Linked DNA regions of Mus musculus: region 2 is linked to region 1. A link is a contact called in public HiChIP or PLAC-seq data. All regions are on one chromosome and are shown on one strand. Each heading gives the region's core, a stretch centred on a gene start, on an enhancer-like site or on the middle of the called end of the contact. The rest is flanking DNA. Distances are from core to core; before and after follow the strand shown.

Region 1 (5,447 bases), core at 2,874-5,373:
TGCCGGACAGTGGTGGTGCATGCCTTTAATCCCAGCACTTGGGAGGCAGAGGCAGGCAGATGTCTGAGTTCAAGGCCAGCCTGGTCTACAGAGTGAGTTCCAGGTCAGCCAGGGCTACACGGAGAAACCCTGTCTTGAAAAGCCAAAAAAAAAAAAAGTCAGTTCTTAAACATTGAAAGAGATTTATTATTCTGAAAAGGGAATTATTACCAACATACATATGTATGTATAAAGATAATGTTTTCTGACTTTTGCTATATTTAAAACCAACTAATTTATAATGTGTCATATGATAAAAATTATTCGTTATTGTATTTATTAGGAATATCTCAATTGCTGAACATGTAATAGTTTCAGAGACTACATATATGTCTCCATGGTTGATCACTTGCTTGACTCTGCACACCCTGGCTCAGTCTCTAGCATCAAAGAAGCCTTGCTACCCAAAGTATTTTGGAAATACCTTATTGCTGATCAGTTCTGTACCCTATGACTTCAGTCAACATGAGTCTTCAAACTGATCTTACTCTGGAATTCTTCTCTGTTCTCTGACTAAACTGTGTGGCATGAAATTATAAATGAAAATATGGTGTTTTTCCACTTAAGTATCGTGTTGTTTTTAAATACACCCAGTAAGAAATAACAAATTCAGGGACTTTTTGAATGTTTAGACTCTCCACTTATCAGACTGAAACAACCATCATGTTGTAAGGACAGAGAGGAACTTTACAACCTTGACATTTGAAGATCACAAAATGAAATGGGGGCATGTAGAAAATTACCATTTGCAGTCTCATTTTTATCTCTTGTCAAAAAGCCAAAAGGAAGCCAGCCTTTGAAATGTTCGAAATGCCTTTTTTGATCCTAACGGCTGTCACGCCGCCTCTAAAGCGCCAATGTCTTTCTCTTTTTTTTGCACAGAATCCCAATGCTCACCCGAGACCCACTTCCCAGGACTTGGCGGGGTTTTGGGACATGCTGCAGTTGTCCATAGAGAATATTAGTATGAAATTTGATGAACTTCATCAGCTAAAGGCCAATAATTGGAAACAGATGGATCCTCTTGACAAGAAGGTAGAACAATGTAGATTTTGTATGGTCCATTTAAAACCCTGCACAAACGCTGGACAGTCTAAATAGGCTGCTGCATTCAGTCCTGCTGTTCACAATGTGAAATGGAGCCGGTACTGTGTCATCTCATTGTAATGACAATGTTTACATACTAATCACTCGGGATAGTATCTGTAATGTGTCTCAGGCATATTTTTGAAGAAAAACCTGTCTTTGTGAATTGGGAAACGGGAATGTGGCTTTTCTTTACCTTTTTCTTTCTCTTTCTTTCTTCCTTTACTTTTCTTTCATTTCTTTCTTTCTCTCTCTCTCTCTCTTTCTTTCTTTCTTTCTTTCTTTCTTTCTTTTTTTCCTTTTCCAGTTAAATTAAACTTTAAGCTAAACCAGTTAGACACTGGGAGGGACTGCCTCCAGTTATGCTTTCTAAACTAAAATAAATGATTTCTTCAGTGCATGATTCCATAGAGCAAGAGTTGAACTTCCTCACATCCTCAGGATGGGTTTCTCAGAAACAGTAGGAAGCCCTAAGAAGTAACAGACTGACAGTTACCTCAGAAATACATAACGAAGAAGTCACTGATGCTCGAGTCTCGGATGCTTTCATTGAGAGACTTACAGTCATCAGAAGCGCTGGGATTTTTTTTTTTTTCTAACTTATACTTTTGATTGACTGCCTGGGGGTGGGGGAAGACACTGTTCCCTGGGATCCTCATGCAACAGTTTAGAAATAAAGACTCGAGTTCTTTTAATTAATCAATAATAATTTCCTATTTGATCACTGTGGCCCCACCACGCTTTTACAAATCTCTAATGTCCAACCACCCAGGCTGATCGGTCCTGGGTGACTCTCTAAGTAAGTTTTGTGCTTCTGTGATCTGAGGTCAAATATTTCCAAGAAATACCTCCAAACACAGGGAGGGCTATTCCCTCAGAGCAGGGAGAACTCTGTCCTTCTGAGTCTCCTGATGTAAAGAGCTAACAGCAACCCACTGTTGCTCATCATTTCTAAGTGTGTGGGGGTGAGTGGACACCCAGGACAAACCCAGTCCCAAGGGACCGTCTCTAAGGAGGGCAAATTCTGTGTCCCCACCATCACCATCTCCAAGTCTATGACCATCCAACTGAGGGGTTTAGAACCGAACTTGAGGGTCTATTGATGTCTGTGTGGCCTCTCGTTTGGGAAGCCAAGCATTGCGCTTTATCTAGTTTTCTTTACGTGTGCAACTATCTGCTGTCAAGGCTTTTTAATCGGTCTTAAAAGTATCCACAAATGTACACATGCTGGAAGTTTAGTACCGCTCCATTTAATTTCTCACCTATTGATTCTCTAACACTATTGTTATAATAATAATAACAATAACAATAATAAAGTGTGCAAAGAAAGAAAATTGACTAAAAAGTTTCCAATATTCATACTTTAAAAAATATCCACCAGTTACCCCACAATGAAGACATTAAAGTAATGCAAAGAAATTGGTACATGTGACTTGCTGGTATGTGACCTAACAATAAACAATTAGCTTAGTGCTTAAGCTTTTTAAAATGCAGTTTAGCTATAACCAGCTGTTTGTCAGCTTGTCAGCTTGACATGACGATTTGCACTGTGTTAGCCCTTTCTGTCCTTTCTGAAGCACAGGCGTGTGCTTTTTTTAAACATCCATGGGTCGAGTCATGGTGTTCATTTTACTTCGCCCTTCTCCCTGGTGAGCATGGAGGAGCTGCTGTAAGTTGGAGACTCAGTCCCTTTGTGATAAACTTCACATTGGATTTCATAAGAATGCAGGGTCTTCTTTTTCAAATCGACCTGTGTGCACCTTTTCACGGCCTGCAAGCTCAACACCTACCTCCTAACAGCTTCCTTTTGCTTTCTTTCCCGATGTCCAGTTACCATGCCTTACAGCAAGAGCAGTTATACTTTTCAGTAGAATAGAAAAAGATCTAAAAATCGGTTTCAGAGATTGCTGATAAGAGGGACAGCCTTTTCCAGACCTCCGCTCAACTTTTGGGCCACCACAAGCAAGCTGAGGTCCTCCCCAGAGTAGGAAATGCCAGAGTCTCCCTTCCCTGTACAGTCCATGGCGATGTGTTCCCATGTGGTGTTCAAAAGGGGTGTAACTCCGGGTGGCACCATCGAAGCCGAGAAACAATCTTATAATCTCATCTGGCTGCTTAGGAGTGGAGGAAGGGGGAGCGTGGTGGGCCCAGAGAGAGGGTGGACAGGGTTTTAGCCTTTAACCCAAGCTCCTACCTGATGCAGAGTTCTAAATAATTCTGTAGCCGTTGAGCTCTCCTGGTCCATCCCTAGCACCAGGAAGAGTCTGGAGGATGCTGAGAGAACCACCTTCACTGTGAGGATCAGGGGTCCATTTGCAGGGGTGCATTTTAAATGCCCACATCCTGCCATGGAAAGACCTAATTCCGCAATTCAGCGTTACCCTCGGCCCTAAGCGTAAAATATTACGTTTTCCCTGCATCTTTTTAATACCCAAACCAGAACAAAGAAGAGAAATCATATTAACAATGTGCAGATCAGAACTAACCATCCTTAGGTTTACAAAAAGCAGAAGTGTGTATGTGTGCGTGCACGCGCGCGTGTGTGTTCAAACTACTGACCTATCCCAGTCTTTCCCAAGCTTGTCCTGAGAATCTGTGTAATGTCCTGAACCTTCTGCTTTGATCAGGAGCGAAGGGCCCCTCCTCCAGTGCCAAAGAAGCCGGCGAAGGGCCCCGCGCCGCTGATCCGGGAGCGCTCGCTGGAGAGCTCGCAGCGCCAGGAGGCCCGCAAGCGCCTGATGGCCGCCAAGCGCGCCGCGTCGGTCCGCCAGAACTCGGCCACCGAGAGCGCCGAGAGCATCGAGATCTACATCCCCGAGGCGCAGACCCGGCTCTGAACGCCGCCGAGGACCGTCCCGCATCCCTGCCCTCGGCCACCTCCCCGCCCCCTCCGTCTCTGAGCTCAGTGACAGCCACCGCCGTGGCGTAGTTGTCCACCTCGCAGGAGCCGTCCCCAGGCCGCCCCGCTTCCTGGACCACTTTGCCCATCTTCTCCACCGAGCTTCGCTCCCCCCGTCCTGAAGCCTCATGCAGACATCCAAACCCTTTATTTTCTGGGCCAAGCAAACCCACCTATGTAGAAAACGACACCTGTAGGTCACTCACATCCTCCTCAGTTCTCTCAAGCTAGTGTGTCCCTAGAATTCAGCAATATAAAACCATAGGGTATTTCAGAAACCCAGTATCACATAGGGTGATCCTTTGGGACTTACCGTCTTCCATGTGAAAGAAACGAGGGCTCCAACTCCCTTTATTTGCCCCCAAACAGTTACTTTTTACAAACAGAGAGCGCTTTATTTCTAATCTCAGAAATCACACCATCTCATTGGAATCAAGGTGACAGAGTGGGGACCAAGTTGGCCTAGGGTTGGGGGGCCTGGGTGTGTAAGAGAGAAGGGCGGAGTGCGCAGGTACCTGCATCTGTGCCCTCCCTCGCAGCTGTACAAACTGCCTCACTGGTACTTCATCAACCAAGCTTCAAATGTTTCAATCAGCAGAAGATTGTAAATTCGATCTTTCAGGGAAATCAATCTATTCTGAAAGGCAATAAAAGGAAGAAAGTTAAGGCAAAAGGGAAATAAATACCGGTGGGTTAAGATCCTCTGTAAGGAATCCATTTATTTACCTTAAGAAAATTTAGAACTGAAATGTGTTTTTTTTTTAAATCAACTTTTCTTGTACTCTATGTATTATAATGTCATGGCAATGGTTTTTAAATGGGAGGGTGGGAAAGAGTTGGTTCTGTCAGTTTAGTGTCCATCCTGGTGGGGCCACTTAAGGTTTCACACACGGAAGAACGTTTCTGCTTCTGAGGGGCGGCAAGGACAATGCCAGAGGAGAGTTCGGGTTCTCCGCCACCCTTTGAATGCCACACCTGTCTAGTTCACATTTCCCGGGGGCGTTTTCTCCTTTGGTTTCCTTTCACTCCAATACAGAGTTCACCTGTTCCCCAGCACAGGATTTTGTTCTATGTCAAATGAATAAAATAAAAGGTTTTCTACCCCAGTTGACACGCTGCCTCATTCCCAAGAGCTGTCGTTGTGATCCTGAAGTTCCAGGTAGTGAGAGAAGTCATTTGAGACGCAGGGGTCAAGAACAAGGAGGCGGCAGGGCAGGCGGCATTCATAAACGCTGATAGAAAGCCAAATCTTTGGGTGGATTCCAGGCTGGTTGTTGGCTTGCAATTTAGTCGTCATTGATGGGCTGTGTGTCCTAGCTTCCAGCTGAAGTCTTCAAATGCCCTTTACTTGCAGCAGTTTAAACATTCAGAATGTGGCTATCTGAAAAGATCAGCTGGCAACCTAAAGAATTAGAAATTTGTC
Region 2 (4,942 bases), core at 663-3,162, 670 kb after region 1:
GTTTGGGCTAGAGATGAGCTAGCTTTGAAGCGGTCTTGATTATTAGATGTCTTCTACTTGATTAAATCCCCCAGTTCCTTCTCTTCTTCTCTTTTACCACCACCCCCCCCCACCTTTTTTAATCCTTATTTGGCCCAGGCAGGCTTCAAATTAACCATGTAGCCCAGATTACCATTGAATTCATTGCCCTTATAGTGCTGAGACTTCAGGTGGATGCAACCATACCTAATATCTTAGTTACTTTTCTATTGCTGTGATAAGGCACCAAGAACAAGGCAACTGTAGAAGAAAATGTTTGATTTGGGGCTTAAATTTTCAGGGGACGAGTCAGTCCATGACTATCATGGCAGGGAACATGGAAACAGGTAGGCAAGACTGGCACTGGAGCAGTAGCTGAGAGCTCACATCTTGAGACACAACTGGGAATCATGTGAGCTTTTGAAACTTCAAAGCCCACATCCAGTAATACACCTCCTAATTCTTCTCAGTCAGTTCCGCCAATGGCGTGTGTGTGTGTGTGTGTGTGTGTGCGTGCGTGCGTGTGTGCCTGTCTGTGTGCGTGTGTGTGTGTGTGCGTGTGTGCGTGTGTGTATGTGCGTGTGTGCGCGCGCATGCGTGTGTGTGTGTGTGTGTGTGTGTGTGTGTGTGCAAAATGTTCAAGTATATGAGCCTTTGGGGGCAGGCTCATTCTCATTCAAACCATCACACCCATCTTATGGGTGTTGGGGATCAAACAGGGTTTCAAGCATGCCAGGCAAGTACTCTATAACTAGGCCACACCCCTATCCCCTAGTCCCTTTCTTTGCCATGGATGGAAATTTTCTTCTAGACATCCCATCTGTAGTTTTTAGTCTATGATTCACCTCCCAATAACCCCGCAGGTTGTGAGCTTCTGGACTTGTTTTGTTTTTTGTTAAGATTTATTTATTTATTTTATGTATATGAGTATACCATTGCTCTCTTCAGACACACCAGAAGAGGGCATCAGATCCCATTACAGATGGTTGTGAGCCACCATGTGGTTGCTGGGAATCGAACTCAGGACCTCTGGAAGAGCAGTCGGTGCTCTTAACTGCTGAGCCATCTCTCCAGCCCCCTGGACTTGTTTTATCTATGACTTGCTCCCACCCCCTACTCCCTGTTTGGCCCCTTCCATCCCTGTGTCACCTGGTATGCCAGGATTAGCCATTTCCCCTTCTCTTAGTCAACTCCAGGTCTAGCCTAACTCAATCCAACATCTTTTCCTTCTCTCCTGAAAATTAAACATTCAAGAGAACACTTTTCTGCATTTCTTTCATGATGGAAAGAATGAAGGTGTTGGGGAAGAAATGATCTGGAATTCTTTTCCTGTCTTCTAAACTTGAACTTACTCCTGAATGCCGTGTGGCAGAAGCTAAGTCACCTCGTGATAAAAACAGTAGGAAGGCACCAGGTATAGCCTACATGGCCATTGTCACTCTAGTGACATACTTCCACCAACCAGGTGTCACCTAAAGCTTCCATCACCTTCCCACACAGCACCATCAGCTGGGGACCAAGCATTCAACACATGATCCTCCAAGGGGACATTTCACATTCAAAGCCGACGCACTCCAAAGATGCTGAATAAACCAGGTTTGGTGTTATATGCCTGTGATCCCAGCAGTCTGGAGGAGGAGGTAGGAGGCAATTCAGGGTCTGAGTGTACTACGAGAAGATACTTTTCTACCTGTGACGCTGAAGAGACACCGTAACCATGGTAACCCTTATAGAGAAAAACATTTAATTGGGCCTGGCTGAGTTTCAGAGGTTGAGTCCATTATCATCATGACAGGAAGCATGACAGCATCCAGGCAGACACGGCTCTGGAAAAGGAACTGAGAGTTCTACAACTTGATCTCCACAAAGCAGAAGTAGACTGTCTGCCACACTGGGTGTAGTTTGGGCATAGGGAAACCTCAAAGCCTGCTCCCAGAGTGACACACTTCCTCCAACAAGGCCATACCTACTCCCACAAGGCCATGCCTGCTGATAGTGCCACTCCCTGTAGGCCGAGCATTCAAAGACATGAGTCTACGGGGGCCATACCTATTCAAATCACCACAGTAATAAAGGATTTGTTTTCCTAATAAAGGATTCGTTCATCCCTCTGGTAGCACACTGCTGTTTGAGTCTTTTGTGTGCATGTTTGTGTTCATGCACGTGTGTGCAGGCACATGGAGGTCAGAGGCCCACTGGAGGTATCTTCCTTTATCTCTCTTCATCAGATTTTCTGAAACAGGGTTTCTCCTGGATCTGTCGCTCACAGATGAGCTATGTGGACTAGCCAATCAGCTCCAGGATCCACTTGTCTGTCCAAACCCCCAGCACTGGGGTTAGAGACACCCCACCATGCCTGGCTTTTTATGAGGGTGCTAGGGATCTGAACTCAGGTCGTCGTGCCTACACAACAAATATTTTACACATCTGCTTAATCTCCTGTGGTTTGTATTTTCTTGATTTGTTTTGCTTTTTGAGATAGGGTCTCACTATATAGTCCAGGCTGGACTGAAACTGGGGGATATCCTCCTGTACCAGCCTTTGGGGTGCTGGAATCACAGATATGTACAACTGGCTATATTCTTTTTAAAGATAGAGAACCCCCAATGTTCTCCAAGATGGCCTTGTTTTTAAAAAAAAAGTTTTATTTTTGTGTGTATGAATGTTTGCACTGCATTTATGTAAGTGTACCATGTGTGCACAGTGCCTGTGGAGACCTAAAGTCGGTGTCAGATCCCGTGGAACTGCAGTTACAGATGGTTGTGAGTCACCATGGGAAGGCTGTGAACTGAACCAGAGTTCTCTGCAAGAGGAGCCAGTGCCCTTAACCACTGAGCTCTCTCTCCAGCCCCATGAGGTGGCCTCTTTGGCTCCTGAACAGGCTGTGTTTTCGTCCTTTCTCAGGAGAGATCACCTAACTCTTCCCTTCCCTCAATGAGCCGTTACAGGCTACTTTCTCTAGTTGTATTTTAACCCTGCTAGGCTCTAGTGGGTGAAGTGGCTTGCTTTAAAGCTTATCTCTCTCTTTCATTCCGAGGCTGGAGAGTCTATGAAGGATAAGCAGCTCCAGGGTTACAGACTTTCACAGCCTTGGCACATCCTGTTCTCCACCCACCCACTCACCCAACCACCCATCCACCCACCGACCCACACACTCAGCCATTTTACCAGCCCACATTTACTCTTATCTTCCTGTCCCATGACACCGTACCCTGGGTTAGTGTTATGTTCCTTGGCGACGTGAGAGCTAAAGTTGCATAACATTTAGTTTCTTTTGCTTTGTTCATGTCACCATTTTGCTCAATTCAGCTTCTTGGACAAGGGTTTGATTTCTAGAATACTTGGCAGAACTGCTTTGCTCCTTCCACTGCTACGTGGTTTCTGGAGATCAAACTCAGGTTACCAGACTTGGAGAGCAGCACCTTTGACCCACTGAACCAGCTCACTAGCCCCGAGGCCTCACTAAAATATTTACCTAAGACTGAGAAGCAGAAAAGCTGCTCTAAGTTCTCTGGGATTCAGGTTATTTACCTTCAGTCTAAATTCTCTCCAGGCCGCCTTTGCATACACACACACACACACACACACACACACACACACACACACACACACGTGCAAGTGTAAGACAGGATCCCAGGCTGGCCTCAAACTTCAGATCTTGGCTACCTTAGCCACCCAAATTCTGGGATGACAAGCATGTAGTATCACTCCCAGATTTTAAGACTTTTATCCTAGAGAAGTTTAATTTTTATTTATTTATTTTTACTTTCTTTTATTTCTTTTTTGGATACATTTTAAAAAGTAGAATACTTAGTCCCAGCTACTTGGAGACTGAAGTGGAAAGCTGAGATCACTAAACTTGAGACCAGCATGGACAGTATAGGGTGACTCCACCTCAGAGAGAAAACAAAAAAGCTGGGCATATCTATCTATCTATCTATCTATCTATCTATCTATCTATCTATCTATCTATCTATCTATTGCTTAGAATCTATAATCTTAGCTCATAGGAGGTTGAGACAGGAAGTCAGCCATGAGTTGCCAGACCCATCCCTCAAAAACAAACCAACAGAGCTGAAGAGATGGCTCCGGGGGACCCAGATTTGATTCACAGCAAGGGTAAGGTGGCTAAAATCCATCTGCAATTCCAAGGATCCAATATCCTCTGGTCTCTGTGGACATAGGCATGTATGTGGGTCAGACATACATGCAGGCAAAAACTTATACACATTATTAATAATAATAAACAACTAATCCAAGCAAACCCAAGTGTTAAATCTAGCAGCAGAGAGCCATACCATGACTCTAAATTCCATAAATTTCATAAATGGTATTTATTCTAGGGATGTTTTGTTTTTCAGACAGAACTTCAAATTGAATTCAGGGTCTAGGGAAGTGCTTATCCACTGAGTTACAGCCCCAGGCTGAGAAAGTGATCATATGGAAATATTTAGAAAAAAGTCACAATCCATGTCCTAGAATCCCTACAAGTTATTTGATAAAATTTAACCATCAGCCGGACGTGGTGGTGCACGCCTTTAATCCCAGCACTCGGGAGGCAGAGGCAGGCAGATTTCTGAGTTCAAGGCCAGCCAGGGCTACAGAGAGAAACCCTGTCTCGAAAAACAAAAAAATAAAAAATTAAAATATAAATAAATAAATAAACAAACAAACAAACAAATAAATAAATAAAACTTAACAGTCAAGCCGGGTATGGTGGTTTATGCCTTTAATCCTAGCACTCAGGAGGCAGAGGCAGATCTCCCTCTGTGAGTTTCAGGCCAGCCTGGTCTACAAAGAGAGTTTCAGAACAAGCAGAGCTGTTAAACAAAGAAACCTTGTCTCCAAAAATCAAACAAATCAAAAACAAACAAACAAAAAAAAACCCAAACCAAACCAAACCAAACCAAACCAAACCAAAAAA

What was found. HiChIP or PLAC-seq counts read pairs in DNA pulled down with a chosen protein or histone mark.
Region 2: a contact with region 1 is called in an H3K27ac HiChIP or PLAC-seq map of microglia, with 4 times the contacts expected there. The contact joins two enhancer-like sites. A contact is called at or near these places in 2 of 115 datasets of contacts at active chromatin or transcription factors (bone marrow-derived macrophages and microglia).

Annotation. Positions count from the first base shown.
Region 1 is chr17:70,814,273-70,819,719 of GRCm38.p6, forward strand. Dlgap1 (DLG associated protein 1) reads left to right here. Exons shown (of 12, transcript NM_177639.6): 11 at 922-1,074; 12 at 3,753-5,447. The coding sequence ends at 3,962. Among named protein-coding and RNA genes, the nearest start is that of Gm41609, 11 kb to the left of the region's middle. Within about 2 kb of position 4,124, at least 58 of the 459 cell types and tissues checked have an H3K27ac peak or open chromatin away from gene starts, as enhancers often do. A contact at or near this core is called in bone marrow-derived macrophages and microglia, where this site is marked.
Region 2 is chr17:71,487,984-71,492,925 of GRCm38.p6, forward strand. No RefSeq gene overlaps it. Among named protein-coding and RNA genes, the nearest start is that of Smchd1, 15 kb to the left of the region's middle. Within about 2 kb of position 1,913, at least 57 of the 459 cell types and tissues checked have an H3K27ac peak or open chromatin away from gene starts, as enhancers often do. A contact at or near this core is called in bone marrow-derived macrophages and microglia, where this site is marked.